Regions from separate parts of the Mus musculus genome. Here regions 2 and 3 are each linked to region 1. A link is a contact called in public HiCAR-type and HiChIP or PLAC-seq data. All regions are on one chromosome and are shown on one strand. Each heading gives the region's core, a stretch centred on a gene start, on an enhancer-like site or on the middle of the called end of the contact. The rest is flanking DNA. Distances are from core to core; before and after follow the strand shown.

Region 1 (5,156 bases), core at 1,620-4,119:
TGATAATGGACTTTCTGAGTACCAAAATCAATACTTGGCTTCTTCAGACAATCATTTTACCCCTGGGCCTGTGTGTGTGTTTTAATGAGTTTTTATCACAGTTTACTTAAAGGCTTCTAAAGCCCTCTTCTCTCTGTCATCCTTCAGTCCTGTCTCCTTCAGGCGTTTTCCGCCTGCCTTTCACGTTTCTGTTTATATACACTGATAGCAATAGCTTGGTTTACTGGTTTTAGGCATTGTTTAACTGAATAGGAGACGAGTTCTCACAGCAGTTTATTTGGGGGGGAGTTAAGCATTTGCCTTAAGGTGGTACTTACTTGTCCTGGACTTTCACACACGATGCTTGCCCTCAACTCTTTCCTAACTAAAGACATGTATACAATTTGGTTCATTGTTTATCAGTCAATGCAGGTTAGTTTCTCTCGCCCACGAGTGCAAGTGGCTTCGTGAAACATCCCAGTTATCCTTTGGATTGATGTTCAAGTCAGAGTTCACACTAACCAGAGTTTCTTAGGAATGAATACAAAAAGCGTCAATCGTTTAAGGTCTTAACTGGAAGTTTGATTTATGTATTTCTGTGTAGAACATCAAGTTCAGAATTAAACATTGGGCGATTCAATTTTGGGAGGTTTGCTTTTCTGATTCATGAAATGTTGAGATGTAAATAATTTTGTTTTTGTCTTTTGTGCTTAAAATTGGGTAGATAGCATGCCTGGTGGGCTGAGTAACCTGGAAGTTTTTCACACACTCGATTTCATTCCTTAGAGCTAAAATGACTTTGGGCCTTATGTTTGCAATGTCTTCTTCCTTAGAGTCGTCTCTCTAACATTTTCAGTCACGGTCTACCTTGTCTGGCTCACATACAATGACTTACCTTGGTTGAGTCCATACTTAACTCTTCCGTCCCAGCCCAGCTCGGAGCCTACTTCAGCAGCATTAGTTGGTTCATATACCCGCAAGTCCAGGCATCTTAGTTTCCCACCACAGTCACATTGTTTGAACTCTGGTATTTATTCCTATTTCCATCTTGTGGCATATTCCTATGCTTTTTTTTTTTTTTTTTTTTTTTTTTTTGTTTAGTTAGGGTTTGAGGAATGAGAAATAAGCACTTAACCCATGCTTGAGATTACAAAGATGGAAATCTTAAGAATTCATTGAGTAACTTCTGCTGGCAACGATTGCTAAGAACCTGATGTTTAAGAATTGAGTTGAAAGTAGTGCCAGCCAGCCAACCACTGATTCTCAGCCAAATTACTGTAGCACAAGAATTAATTTCAAAACAATAGACTCAACTCTATGATGGCTGGGAATTGACTGGATACCATGAGGGGCATTTGAAAGAAATGTAAGGCCCTAGACATGTTTTCTACTGATTCAAAAAGCAGCATTTCAGTATTAAGAGAGCCGTCATATTCTGGTCAAGTCGTTGTCTACGAGTCAAAGTAAAGCCAGGTGCCTTCAGACAGGTTTGATGGATGGACACATGCATGGGGTTGTCTCATCGCTGCCACTTTACCCTCCCTGGCAGTGGAGGCTGTTTCCCATCTCTGGAGGACTAGTACTTGAGGTTATAATGTTAGAAGAAGGGGAAAACAGCCATCAAAACTGAAGCAAGTACTTCTGAGATGATAGGGGATTTGGGACAGATTGGGTAGTTAGAAGAGTTTTGGTTTTTGACCTGCATGACTAGATGATGGGAACATCTTCATTTTTTCTGAGCTTAGTTTTAATACAGGTGACAGCACTTAATGATAAAGGTATCAAGTGCATGGTCTTCTTGGTTCTCAAGCTATGGGAAGACCAAAAAATGTGAGATTCCTGTTCTCTGACAGTATAATAATGTCCCTAAAGAACCGTGTAAGAGAAGCTGGAACACACAGAGCTATAGAATGAGCGGGCACTTGTGAGCGAAGGCAGATCTTAAACAACTGCAAGTCTGTTTTCATCCAAACTGTGTGTGATCTGGCACCCGGAGCTTGCAGGCCCCAGCTCTCACTGTAGTACCTATTGTGTACACCAGAGGGCAGAAACTGCCTGCCACTTGTGGAAAGGAAACAAGGCTGCTATTTCCAAAAGGCAGGTGCGCTTCTGAAGCCCATTTTGGATGGAATGCTGAAGTGTGCAATCTTTGCACCCACAGACACTTTTTGTAAAGCTAATTGAAAGCCCAGGAGTCCCCGGACCTGCTGCTATAGTTTAGATCTCTGAAGTCTCCTTAAAGAAAAGTGTAGAAGGCTTGCATGGTCACCAGCCTGGAACCGCTGGAGAATGGTGGATCTTTAGGTGTGAGGCTTGGTTGAAGACAAGTCTTTGGCCCTTTCCTCTCAAGCCTCTTCTTTCAGCTGTACCTGTTACCATGTTTTCTATTTCTGCAAGCCTAGATCAGAGGTCTGAAACGGGGGGCGGGGGGGGGGGCTAGTATAAAGCTGACTTATTTTGGATACAGGGATGGAAATCTAACACATCAGCCACTCCGCTAGTTGTGTTATCACAGCTATCCTCCCTGTTTACTGAGGTCTCTGCACACCAGATGTCCCAGTGGCAGCTCCTGCCTGCTGCAGGGTATTTATACACAGGAGCACAGCACAGCAGAAGCGCTAGCTAGGAAATGTGCTGTCAGACGATACAGCCACTTCCACTGAGTAAGGACTTTCAACTTGAGCTTCATATGAACCACATCAGTTACCAACTGAATCCAGGCTTGCCGGTCTGTTGTTTTAAAGCAAAGCTTCACCAATTCGTATCTTAAACTCGGACATGAGAGCGGAAGCCACTGCAGGGAATCTTGTTATCGCTTGGCTACATTTACACTAAATATAGACCACCAATTATGTGCTGGGTTTACGGGCCTCAGGGGAGCACTTGTGAGCAGCAGGAAGATTAAGAGCGAACTACAGAACTGGTAGAAAGTTTGGCTGTAGTTGTTCCTGAGTAGTTGTCTTTTCTAGGAAACCGAGCATTGGAGGCTCACGTCTTTGTAAGTAATTTGCATGCTATTTCTTACTGAGACCGAATGATGATTTTTGAGTCCTTGGGGTTTTGATTGCATGTATTCTGTGCTTTTCGACTGCTCATAGAAAAGATGTAGACTTGATTTTTAAAATTACCTCCTGACTTGGAGGCATGAACTCAGGAATGCCGTTCATACGTGGCCGTGGCTCACTCAAGGAAGCATCGTATTAAGCTTTGAGTTCAGCCTTCATTGGTAAACAATTCTGAGTTCGTAGCATACAATATGGTTTTCTGCTTTGATACCAATACCTGCAGGGAGAATGTACAATGAGTTTTTTTTTTTCAGAGACAATTTTTATTTGTTGAAGTGTCCTACTGGTAGAGAATCAAGCAATTATTAGATGATGAAAGGCTCAGCTGTTAGCAGTGATCAAGAACACGGGAAAATGAAACTACTTACGTGTCTGAGTTCCAGGATCAGAAAAGAATCTGCCCAGTGGAGCTCGGCAGGAAGGCCAAGTTAGTGCGACACGGAATAGGTAGTGACACTCTGCAGCGGCCTCGGTGGTTGTTTCTGAATGCCCTCATTTCAGCTTCCAAAGATAGCAAGGGCTGGTGTTGACAGCTGTGGGTTCTGGTTTTCAAGGTGTGTCCTTGTATCCGTTTACTGGCAGAGTCCCTCAGAAGCCACCTGCAGGCCCTTGGAGCCCATGAATCACACTGCCTTTTTTTCCTCTACTAGCTTGTCTTTCATTTTAACATGTCGCAACACTGAAAAGGCTTATTGAAAAAACATCTACCAACATTGTGAGCTCGCTGTAAAGATGTCTCCTTCTAGAGGACTCCATTATTTACTTGGTCTATTTTAGATTTAGAAAAAAAATCTTGAACAAATTTTATGACAGATTTTATTCTAAATTATGTGTGTGGGCGGGGCATGTTTATGCCACAACACTTACTTGGAGGTCAGAGGACAAGTTGCAGGAGTTGGTTCCCATCGAACAAAGGTGAAGGAGATTGAGTTCTGGCTACCAGGCTTAGTGCCATGTCTCCGTAGCTTAGCTATCTTGGCATCGCCTTCTTAGTCTGTGGCAAGCAAAGTTTAGTAACTGGACTATTACTTTAAAAGTAGGACCTTTTAGCAGTGACTTTTGTAGCTAGTCTTCCTCTCCTCCTCCTCCTCCTCCTCCTCCTCCTCCTCCTCCTCTTCTTCTCCTCCTCCTCCTCCTCCTCCTCCTCCTCCTCCTCCTCCTTCTTCTTCTTCTGCTCTCTCTCTCTCTCTCTCTCTCTCTCTCTCTCTCTCTCTCTCTCTCTCTCTCTCTCTCAACAGTAGTGACATTCCTGAGGGTGAAATAGCTATTAAGTCAGATTCAGAAATAAACTGTGTCTCTGTTACCATGCCCAAAATAGAAGCTGAGTTTGTAACAATGATCCTACCATGTGACCACATGCACCTATTTTTTTCCTGGTCCCCTCCACCCCCACAGAAAATGGTGTTTGGAATAATAAAGTATAAGCAGGTGATGAAGAAAGCACTTCCAAAAATGTGGCTTCAAGCCTGGTGCCCTGGCATCCAACAGCACTTCAAGGGCATGGCTTATCTTCTAAGGGGTGAGGTTTGCTCTCTGAGGCACTTTCCTTCCCTTCACAGCTGCTGCTGGTCTTGTTTTTAACTGTATCCTGTCATTCTTTTAAGACTGCCCCAATGCAGGATATTTGAAGTACAATAATTTCAATATTTAAAGCACTTTATAGTAATGACTCCATACATGCATTCTTTCCAATTAACATGTCAGGATAATTAAAACATACAGTTTGAATTTATGAGAAAAAAATCAGTGCATGACTTTTGGATCTTTTTTTTAACCTTGAATATTAAATACATCTTATTGTATATTTTCTTTATTTACATTTAAAATGTTCTCCCCTTTCCCGATTTCCAGCCCCCACAGAAGCCCTCCTTATCCCATTTCCCTCTCCCTGCTTCTATGAGGATGCTCCCCCACCCACCCACCCACCCACTCCCACCTTCCCACCCTGGCATTCCCCTACACTGGGGCATCAAGCCTTCACAGTACCAATTGCCTCTCCTCCCTTTTGATGCCTGACAAGGCCATCCTCTGCTACATATGTGGCTGGAGCCATGGGTCCCTCCATGTGTACTCCTTGGTTGGTGGTTTAGTCCCAGGGAGCTCTGGGGTGTC
Region 2 (5,156 bases), core at 994-3,493, 510 kb before region 1:
CATTTCTCAACCTCATGCCCTCTTTATTTACTGTTCTTGCCTGGGATTTTCTTCCCTGGGATATCTCATGGCTCAGTTCTTTTAGTTTCTTCTTGTCACATCTCCTCATTAGAGCTCTTGTTCCCGACTATCCCATATAAAGCAGCAGCGTAGCATCACCACTTTCTAGTCCTCCCCATCTTCTTGGGTATACGCACCATTTGGTACACAGCAGCCCACCCTAGTATGCAGGGTGCATGTTCTAAGACTCCTCGTGGCTGCCTGAACTACACACAGTATTAAACTTATAAACCGATCAGATTTCCCTATCCATATAGACCCCTGGTAATCTTCATAAATTAGGATGGTAAGATACTAAGAACAGAGATATTATCAACTTCCATATGAGATTTTCTTTTCCTTACTAAGTTTAGAATTTCCATCTTTCTTTTCACATAGAAGTAACTTATTGCTTGCTTTTGACATATTGAGACACTAGTATCACTATTCTTCCATTTGGGGACCAGCGGTAAGTACAATAAAGCTCAAAGGAACACAAGCACTGTGGTATCTCAGTAGCTGCAGGGATATTGCAGACAGCTTAGCATAAGGCAGGTACGGTACACAGCACAGATATATGGGCAAAGAAACAATTCATATCTCAAGTTGGACAAAGTGTTGTCTGAGCAAGATTTCTCTGAGCTACTGAAATGGGGTGTAACTTAAAATGGTGGAATGGTTTATTCTGGAATTTTCTACTTAGTATTTGATCAGAAGTAACTGACAGCACAGGAAACAAGCCTTCAGATAAGGGGCGACCACAGTTTCTTATGCATTTATTGTTCATCGATCTGCTCTCCCTCTCTCAGTAAATACCCTGTAAGAGGAGGAACCTTGCTCTGGGATGTGCTTCTAGCACCCAGTAAAGTGGGTGGCACCCAGTAGGTGTTCAATTTTATGACTAAATCAGTCATGTTATACTGATGAACAAGTACTATCACTTACACAGGACTATTTGAAGCTCCATGTAATAAAAATGATTACACTGGGCATTTACATTTGGTGGGACTGTGGGGATTTTTTTTTCTTTTTCCTGTGGCTAGTTCTTCTGAATTAAAATAACAACAGCAAAAACTGAACAAAACTGTGAACGATGTTTTAGGTACAAGGCTGGGAGTGCAGAAACCAAACAGATTTTATCTGCACTTTTTGTTTTGATTTGGTTTTTTGAGATTGGGTTTCTCTGTAGATCTCTGGCCATCATAGGACTAGCTCCGTAGGTCAGGCTGGCCCACTCATAGAGATCTGCCAACCTCTGCCACCTGAGTGCTGGTATTAAAGGCATTCAGCACCACCCCCTAGCTCTTCTGCATTGTTAAACCCCCTCATAAATCCAATTTACTGAGACGATTTGGCCAATTCTGAAAAAAAAAACATGCCATATCTCTGATGACAGGCACAGTCCCTCCACCTGATGTTCCGAGGAAGTGCATACTGCACCTCTAACAATGTGGTCCTTCTGTGTCGCTTGCTTGATATTCATTCTTCTCCCAGAGCAAGATTCTCTAGAACCTTGCCAATCACTCCTCAGGTAAGTGCTGACACGTCAGAGGCACAGACGTGTCAGAAAACCCCTAGTCTAGAGCTGGGGGAGGCAGAAAACCAGTTTGAAATGATAGAAAGGGAGCAAACAGATTGAAATAAGACTGAAGATATGACTAGTAATGTCCACAAGGACAAAGCTTGTTCTTGTCTTGAGCTGCTTAAATCTGCGAAATGAGATAATTACTTTATCTCGTATCAGCATCATCTAGAACTGCACAATGATGCAGGCATTACAGAAGTCAGCACAAACTTAAGCTTCACCGATGCTTTCCCGGTAGCTTCACATGCCCAGAAAATTCCAAGGGGGCTTCCCAGAGCTGAGTCAGCTCTGGGTAATACCAGGTCGGGATTGCCGAAGCCCACCAGAAAGTATAGTTTTTCTAAAGCTGTGTCTCCCGCTCCTGTTCAAATATTCTAGGTTGGAAGCGATGAGCCGCCAAATTACAGTGACTCCCTGGACTTCCTGTGTTTTCTTTCATGTCTTTGCTTTCAAAGCTTCTCTAGGAGTCAGGCCCCTCACTTCAGGGCCCCCCACTGCTTGCCTTCTTTCCTCCTTTGTCACCTTTTCTATAGATCTGCCCACAGTAAGTACAGGACTCACCCCAAGCCCACAGAGCCTCGGGGTCCACCCCCATACTTACTGGAACAATGCCGGAACTCAAAGCGGATGTGGGAGCCCCGGAATTTGTCCACAGGAATAGGAAGTTTCAGCAGCTCTGACCACCTGGGACTGTTGTTATGATAGAGCACAAAGGAGTGGTACTCACTAGCCGGTGGCTCTCCAGAGCCAAAGGAGATAAAATCCTAATGAAGAAACATGTGAGTTAAAGGCAGGTTCATTTAGACTCTTCCACAAACATCTTTCCAAGAGACATTACCTATCTTTTCTCTTCTTTTTCTGCCTTTGCTCTACCTAGTGAGGAGGAGACCAGTTCTGTTCTGAACCTGGTTCTCCATGGCTTGTTATTCTAAGTCTGGGATGTGATGTAAGAATTCAACTCCTGAAAACCACATTCCCAGCCCACTCAGGAGGCTCTTCCATGATCCGGAGGTGACTGTGATGGCCCAGTGCAACCTTTGGGACAGTGGTTCTCAACACGTGGGTGGCAGGACCTCCTCACAGGAGTTGCTTTAAGACCATCACAAAACACAGATATTTTACATTATGATGTAGCAATGAAAATAATTTTATGGTTGGGAGTCACCACAATATGAGGGATTGTATTAAAGGGTCACAGCATTAGGAAGGTTGAGAACCAGTGCTTTAGAAGAACAGGCAAACACACTGTGAAACTAGCTATGTTCAGAGAAAACACTTCTTCCAGAAGAGGTTCTGTTATTGTTTCCCCAAGTGTCAAGTAGTACCAGACTCTACTTTGGCTTAAAAAAAAAAAATTAAAAAAAACTAAACATGGTAGGCCTTTTGTAGTAGTTGTTGTTTGTTTGTTTTTCGAGACAGGGTTTCTGTGTGCCGCCTTGGCTGTCGGAATTCACTCTGTAGATCAGGCTGACCTCCTACTCAGAGCTGCTTATCTCTGCTTCCCAAGTGCTGGGATTAAAGGCCTGAGCCAGCAAGCTAAATAGGTTTGTTTGTTTGTTTCTTTTATTCTGCTTGGCTTTGTTGTTGTTGTTGTTTTTCCCCAATTGCCAGAACAAAAAAAAAAGTAAGAAAAAAATTAAATGATACTAAAATACTGTATTTAAGGAATGACTATTATAATAAAATTATTGGTATACATAGTCAGGAAAGTGAAAACACCGTTTCCATTTATATATATAGCATGTTCCATGTGTATATACATATATATATATATATATATATATATATATATATATATATATAGTATGTATACACATATACATATATATAGTATGTGAGTGTTCTGTTTAAATGTATGACTGTATGAGAGGAGAGCATCAGATGGTTGTGAGCCACCATGTGGGTGCTGGGAATTGAACTCAGGACCTCTGAGTGCTTTTAACCACTGAGCCATCTCTCTGGCCCCTTAATGAACTTTAAAAAATGAAAATAAAAAGCCTACATAGAGTTAGAAAAAAAAACACTGGCAACTGAGAAATTAAATGATCACAGGTAGAGATGAAGCCAAGCAAGGGTTGTCAGACCAACGGCCGTCCAGAATGAACATACCTTTAAGGGCTGACCATTACTGTCTACAATGAACATTGTAACTTCCACATTTCTGGCCACACTCTTGCCTCCTTTCTCAAATTCCCCCCTTTCTACGGTGATATATAAATCATTCCTCATTTCACCTGTTGAAAAATGAAAGCAAGAGCATGTTACATATATTAGGACATGTAATATTCTACCAAGAGAAACGTTAGTTTGTAAAAACACGTGGTTATTGTTACATTACACATATAAAAGTCTCAAGGCATTTACACTTTTATAAAACAGTCTCTACCCTCGCTGCTTATCAACACTGGAGGAGGATACAGGCTGGGCTCTGGAACTCTGGTGCTGCAGTGCAGCAAACGGGCATTCAGGAGACAAATGAGGTGGCTGAGGACGAGGCAGCTGTCTCACATTTTCCCAATATTTCCTTCATTTCATTTATGAGGTGTGACTAAAAGTGACAGCCTAGCGGTGATAGCTCTCAGGAGCCTGTATTATTATTTTATAGTCATGTGGCTCCTTAGAGGAAAGAAAGACCTAAACAGAATGCAATGGCAGGACCTGCAAAGATAATTACAGCAGAAACCTTTTCCAAGACTCATGGACAAGAATGACCTCACTGCTGGAAGAGTCCAGATTATTGCATGGGAACAGATGTGGCATACTCAGCCACAAAAACTCAGTGTGTTATTTCACACCATGCAGATTATACCATACTATAAAACAAATGAGAAAGAGCCTAGATTCAAACCATGTCAAGATACACAAAAGTCACCTGTATGTTTACCTTGGTGATGTATACAACTTTGGTTGTTTTATAATATTGCCCCTTTCTTATTACTCCAGGAAACAAAAACTAAAGCCAACTAGAAAACTTAGAGGAAAAGGATTGGGAGTAAAGTCAGTAGGCAAATCACCAGAACTGGAGAGTGACGGGAAGGGCCGGCATCTCAGCTTAACAGAACTTTCAAACAAATAAATTAACAAATTTCCTACAAGGAATCAAATCACTAGAAGGAAAAATAATCACACATACACACACACACACACATATCTGCAGCTGGGAATTTTGTAAAATTTCCTGGTTAAAGCTGTTAAAAGAAGCTACCCAGTTCTCCAAAACCAGGGGGTAGACAATATGTCCAGTTACCTTCTTCCACAAAGACATTTGCTTACAGTGGTCCCCTTCCTGACAGGACACAGATAGGCATAAAAAAGATGAATTGTGTAAGGTCAAAGAAGCACTAACCCTTAACTTCCCTTTCAAAGAGTACATAAAACACATATTAGAGGAACAGTTGATAGAGCGGTCTCATGAATTTTAGACTTCTCATACAGCTCATGAAAGACAACTTCAGAAAACAATGAGCTTACAAATACTGGAGAAAAGCAATGCATTTCAACACAGTTAAGATTATATATAGACATGTGGGGT
Region 3 (5,156 bases), core at 1,989-4,488, 480 kb before region 1:
AGTCTTCCTTTTCCTTATGGTTACTCCTATTTCTTTTCATGAATGTGGATGTTAGGGTTTCTATGACTCTATTTGAAATTAGAACTATTTACTTGAAATTGGAATCATTCTCACTTGGAAGGTATAATGTAGCAAGATGTAGAATGCAAAGGGGGCCCTTTCCCTAAAGCAATTCTGCGACTTCCTATGATGTTCTGACCTTTACAATTGCTGATGCTACACTGGAGGGCAGAGAGGTAAGCAGCATTTTCCTCCTGGATTTTAGCTTGGGCTTTAGTGTTCTGTGGTTTCGCAACTTACTGAGATACAACTTGAATTGCATCTTCTTGCTTTATGATTTCTCTTCTTTCATCTGAGTGCTTCCATTTCTTCAGTCCTTAACATTCAAATATTGCCACTTTTTCTTTACCCGTACCACCTCCGTAAGCCATGTTAGACCCATACTGGCCTTTCCATTCACTTCTCTATATCTTCTAAGTGTTTATCCAGATTTTTCCATGTCATTTTCCCTTTGTTCAGAATTCTGTTGGAATTGAGTTTATTTTCAGCGAATTGATTCATTTATTTCAACTGTGCAAACCCCCTTACTAAGCATTAAAGAAGAATTTTCACTTTATCCAGGACCATATAGAATTTAAGTACCAAGATGACACAATTTTTATTTGTTTTATTTTTAAATGAGTTATGCCAGTGTGTAGAGTAATGTCAGCAGAATACAAACTCAATCAGCATTTTTTATGCATTAGTTTTAAAATCTTGCTATTACACATCAGACTGTCCTGAATTCTAGCTTAGCCTTTTCTTGTCCGATTCTTTTCTAGACTCCTAGGATGTGATCTTCATTGGCTGTACCTGCTTCCTCTGAGCGGCTGCTGACTCTTTAGTGATATCATAACTCGTCTTGGGTGAGTGTTTTTCCAGCACAGGAATCCCACTCATTTAAATGTACACTGGCTACATATTTACATTTTTAGGCTACTTAGCTAGGATAAGTTTTATCTTTACACACCAAGTTTAAATTTTATAAGTATGAATTTTTCTCAACTATTACATAATCCAGACTAAGGGCATAAAAGAAGGGCATAAAAGAACCATTCTACCCATTTTACCTCTTAAAGCCAGAGAACAGCTTTTTTTTTTTTTTTTTTTTTTTTTTTTTGGTTTTTTGAGACATGGTTTCTCTGTGTAGCCCTGGCTGTCCTGGAACTCACTCTGTAGACCAGGCTGGCCTTGAACTCAGAAATCTGCCTCCCTCTGCCCCTCTGCCCCTCTGTCCCCACGCCCGGTGAGAACAGCTCTCTAAGGCCCAGTACCTGAGGAATCATTTCTTGGTACTATTTATTTGGTCCTAAGCCTCATCACATATTTTTGGGTTGGTAAACCTTAAGTACTCTCTTCTCCTTCTCAACGACCCCATTCTCTCAGATCAATAATTCAAATTTTATTTGTTTAGATTTGAGCCTCATATTTACATATAGTAGCATTATTTCTCTTTCTTCAAACTTTGTTTCTCCATTTCTTACCACATTTACACCGTCTGCCCTAACCCCATACTGGATTAAAACCAGGGCCTTGAATACACCAGGTAAATGTGGTCACTGTCCCCACTGCTGTCCTTGACCACTTGTCCATGCTTGTAGCAGAAGAATGGGTGACACAGTTGACTATACCAAGATTTTAAAAAGAAAAATACCAATTATTTAAAAATTCTTGACATTTATTTTTTTTCTAGTAACACAGTAGTCCATCAAGAAAATGTAATAGAACGTCTTCAGTGGGAGACTGAATTGGAATTGTAAATCAACAAATCGAACAACCAATCCAAAAATATTCTAATGATGTAGTTTTTAAGGGAAAAAAACCCTTAACCATGCTTTGTTAAAAACAAAAAAACAAAAAAGCCTACCCCTTCACCCAAAATTTCATTAATAAAGCCAATTAAAGTGTAAACAAAATCACAATATTGATGAAAATGTTAACCTAAGACATATAAGCTACTTAAAGCCTAATATTGTCCACCACCACCACCACCACTCCCTCCCCCCCCCCCCACCGTGTGCACTCCCGACCCCTCTCTTTTCAAACAATGTCTCATCATGTAGTTCTGGCTAGCCTCAAATTCACAGAGATGCCTCTGTCTGCCTCTCTGCCTCTGCCTCTGCCTCTGCCTCTGCCTCTGCCTCTGCCTCTGCCTCTGCCTCTGCCTCTGCCTCTGCCTCTGCCTCTGCCTCGACTGCTGGGATTGAAGGAGTGTGCCAGCATGCCCAGCTGTACTACTTACTGGTTTTTATTTTCTATTCTGAGTTTCTACAAAAGTTTGGAAGAAGATTACAAGATGTTAAAATGTATGTTCTATAAATAAAGACGCTACAAATACCTGAGCTAAGAATAGATGTGCTAATCATGTAACAAGATTTTCACACACGAGTTAAAGGGCATATTACAACCCAGAAATAGTTACAAATGAATCCGCAAACTGAATTACTGGGATAGGAAAGGAAGAATATAGTTGGACTATCTATAATAATCCTCATTTCTTTTATTTTCTTAAAGAGAAGTTTCATAAATTATGATCACTAAACTCTAATGGTTCCTCTTTTTCATAAAAGTCAGCATTTAAAGATATGAATATGCTAAGAAAAGGCTCCAAACTGTTTCATTTGCCTTTTTGTTTAAAAATAAATAAGTCCAATAGTGAGGCTGGAATTAGGCTCTCCATCTGAACTCAGCCATGATATTACAAAATTCATACCTATTTTAAAATATTCCTAGTGGAACCAAGGTCTGGTAGTGGCATAGAAAAGGACTGGCAGAATAATCATCATGTGTAATTTTAATAATTTGGTAAAAAATAATGAGGGATTAAACTTAGTATCACAAATTGTTTTAGAAGATGAGACCCCAGCTCAGCAGGTTGCCCTGAGCACAGAGCAGGGAAGTAAACACATAAAGTAATCACTGGCAACTTTCCCTTCTCTTTCTATTAATTATCATAACAATGCCCAAATCTCAGGCTTTGCATCCCTTAAGCACTACTGATTTTCTCTAGGTTATATTTCCTTTTCTTTCAAATTGAATACCCAACCCCTTTTAAATTTTGGTAACTTGTGCAAAAAATCCATGGAACCCATATTCTTCCCAAACTATTGCACTTCTAAGGCATTATACTAGGGTCATATTCTGGAGTACAGAGAAGGAAGGTTCTTACATTGTTAGAGAAAAAAAATGAAAAGGCACTTAAGAGTTTTGTTTAATGAGGATTTGGAAAGCACTTTAAGAGCCTTGCCCTCAAAGCCAGGGTAAACTATAAAACTCCCTTAGGGGTTTGACAAACACGTCCAACTTCCTGCTGTTTGATCTGACACTAGGAGACCATGAAACAAGCTTCTGCTACATAGTTTATAATTGGCAATATAGCTTCTAATTTTATTTTATCATTCATAAAATGGATACTTATCAAATGGTCACTAGTCATTGAGCATAGGACATCTTAAAATGTAACATTAAAACTTTAGTAGAATATATATATTAGGTAGTTCAAACAACTGAAGATCCCACTCTAGGGAAAATATGCTCATTTATACAATTTCCTGTGTAGCCTTTCTTATGTATTTCATTGGACTTTCCTTCCTTTTAATTGTAACTGTTAGAAAGTAAACCAGATAAATTACAAAGATGGTGATTTAAAAGAATATGGCTATAGAAGCTAGTTATAAGAAAGTAACATCCTATCTTTAAAAGAGAACACAGAAAGCTGAAAAATGGAGAAGCAATTTTCTGTGGAGTTGACACTACTACCATGTGCAAAGCCCCCAAAGGAAAGGATCCTGCTGGCTCCTGATCTCTGTCTCTATGAGACCCCTGTTCTACTGGGAATATTTTTGAAGTGTGTGTAAGTTTTATACTATTGTGATTGAGTTCAAATGAAGATCTTAATTCCAGGCCAACTCCGTTGGCACCTGGTGGAGAGTAAAAGAGCTCTTTGGAGGCCTCTTTCATAGAAATACTAATGCCAGCCAATGAGACCAACTTCCTTTCACTACTCCACAGGCTCCACATCCTGCTGCCACTCTACTGGGTACAGTACTCTCAGACCAGCAGAAGAGGATGGATCCCTTGGAACTTACTCGGAGCAAGAGAGAATTTTCAGGGGTATAGATAGCTAACAATCCATAAGCTTTAGATTAGATCCTATTAGGTGTTTGTTCTGAAGTAACCGGAGACCAATCTACTGAAATATTTCCAACAACCCAGGTGATAAGATGTTGGGTATCCTTTAATATTGTCATTTTGAACAGCCACAAATTTATGTCATTAATACTGACACTACTCAGATATGGTCAGAACTGTATAACATAGCAGTTCTGATATGTCAGAGCAACAGCCTGGTAGATGAATGTCCCAGTAAGAGTGAACACAAGTAGGCAAAAGCAAAGCTCCCTTCTACCTTCTTTTATCTGTGCTGCTGAAGGGGAAGCACCAATTAGGGCAGGTCTCACTGAGTCAAATAATCAGATTAAGAAAATTCCCCTCAGCTTGCACAAGCAGTTTGCCTTTTGGTTTGTTCTAAATCCAGTAAAGTTGACCATTAAAGTTAATCACCATCATGTTTCCTGGGATCTGGAAAGAGGCTAGCCCTACCTGCTATGCTCTCCTAACATGCGGGACTGAGAAGCACAAGCGGCCTCTGCTGATTGTAACTGCTAGTGGTGCAAAGATCTCCTAGTTTTCAATTGGGGAAATGCTTTGATGTTTTTATTCCAAGGAAGTGATTAGCCAATGGCTACAACTTATAGAGAAAACAGGACAGGCCCAACACATAAATTAATGCATGTCAAATGAAGACACAATAGAGGCATCTGGAATTATTTGCTTTCACAGTCTTAACCAAAATAAATTTACTGGCTAAAGACGAGAGCTGGAGGATCTATACTAACCGGAGGATGACACCATAAGAATACCTTAACGTTGTCTTTTGACTAATTGTTATTTTCCATTTTAAAATTCCACTCTTGATTCTGATTCAGGAGAGCAACGTTTTCATCACACACACAGGTTTATGTCAAAGTTTTGGTTTATGTCTTTTAGTTTAGTGGTTTTGGGTATGTGTTCATTCTTATAAATATCATTACCTATTTTTATTTTTTCATAATGCC

Evidence for each region. HiCAR-type assays count read pairs that join an accessible place to other places. HiChIP or PLAC-seq counts read pairs in DNA pulled down with a chosen protein or histone mark.
Region 2: a contact with region 1 is called in a HiCAR-type map of embryonic stem cells, with 5 times the contacts expected there. The contact joins the enhancer-like site here to the promoter of Lsmem1 in region 1. A contact is called at or near these places in 11 of 39 promoter capture datasets (the 3T3-L1 cell line, the HPC-7 cell line, cranial neural crest and 6 more) and 3 of 115 datasets of contacts at active chromatin or transcription factors (T-cell acute lymphoblastic leukemia, embryonic stem cells and microglia).
Region 3: a contact with region 1 is called in an H3K27ac HiChIP or PLAC-seq map of cardiomyocytes, with 5 times the contacts expected there. The contact joins the enhancer-like site here to the promoter of Lsmem1 in region 1. A contact is called at or near these places in 16 of 39 promoter capture datasets (the 3T3-L1 cell line, the C10 cell line, the HPC-7 cell line and 12 more), 1 of 15 datasets of contacts at CTCF or cohesin (the NIH/3T3 cell line), 1 of 484 Hi-C or Micro-C datasets (the N1E-115 cell line), 4 of 115 datasets of contacts at active chromatin or transcription factors (T-cell acute lymphoblastic leukemia, cardiomyocytes and embryonic stem cells) and 4 of 9 other capture datasets (adipose tissue, embryonic stem cells, macrophages and 1 more).

What each region holds. Positions count from the first base shown.
Region 1 is chr12:40,197,028-40,202,183 of GRCm38.p6, reverse strand. It overlaps Lsmem1 (leucine-rich single-pass membrane protein 1), which reads left to right and starts at 2,869. Exons shown (of 4, transcript NM_001033437.2): 1 at 2,869-2,977.
Region 2 is chr12:40,701,563-40,706,718 of GRCm38.p6, reverse strand. Dock4 (dedicator of cytokinesis 4) reads right to left here. Exons shown (of 53, transcript NM_172803.2): 14 at 3,734-3,858; 15 at 2,226-2,388. Among named protein-coding and RNA genes, the nearest start is that of Dock4, 260 kb to the right of the region's middle. Within about 2 kb of position 2,243, at least 5 of the 459 cell types and tissues checked have an H3K27ac peak or open chromatin away from gene starts, as enhancers often do. A contact at or near this core is called in embryonic stem cells, where this site is marked.
Region 3 is chr12:40,681,658-40,686,813 of GRCm38.p6, reverse strand. The region is part of intron 12 of Dock4 (dedicator of cytokinesis 4); the gene reads right to left. Among named protein-coding and RNA genes, the nearest start is that of Dock4, 240 kb to the right of the region's middle. Within about 2 kb of position 3,238, at least 2 of the 459 cell types and tissues checked have an H3K27ac peak or open chromatin away from gene starts, as enhancers often do. A contact at or near this core is called in cardiomyocytes, where this site is marked.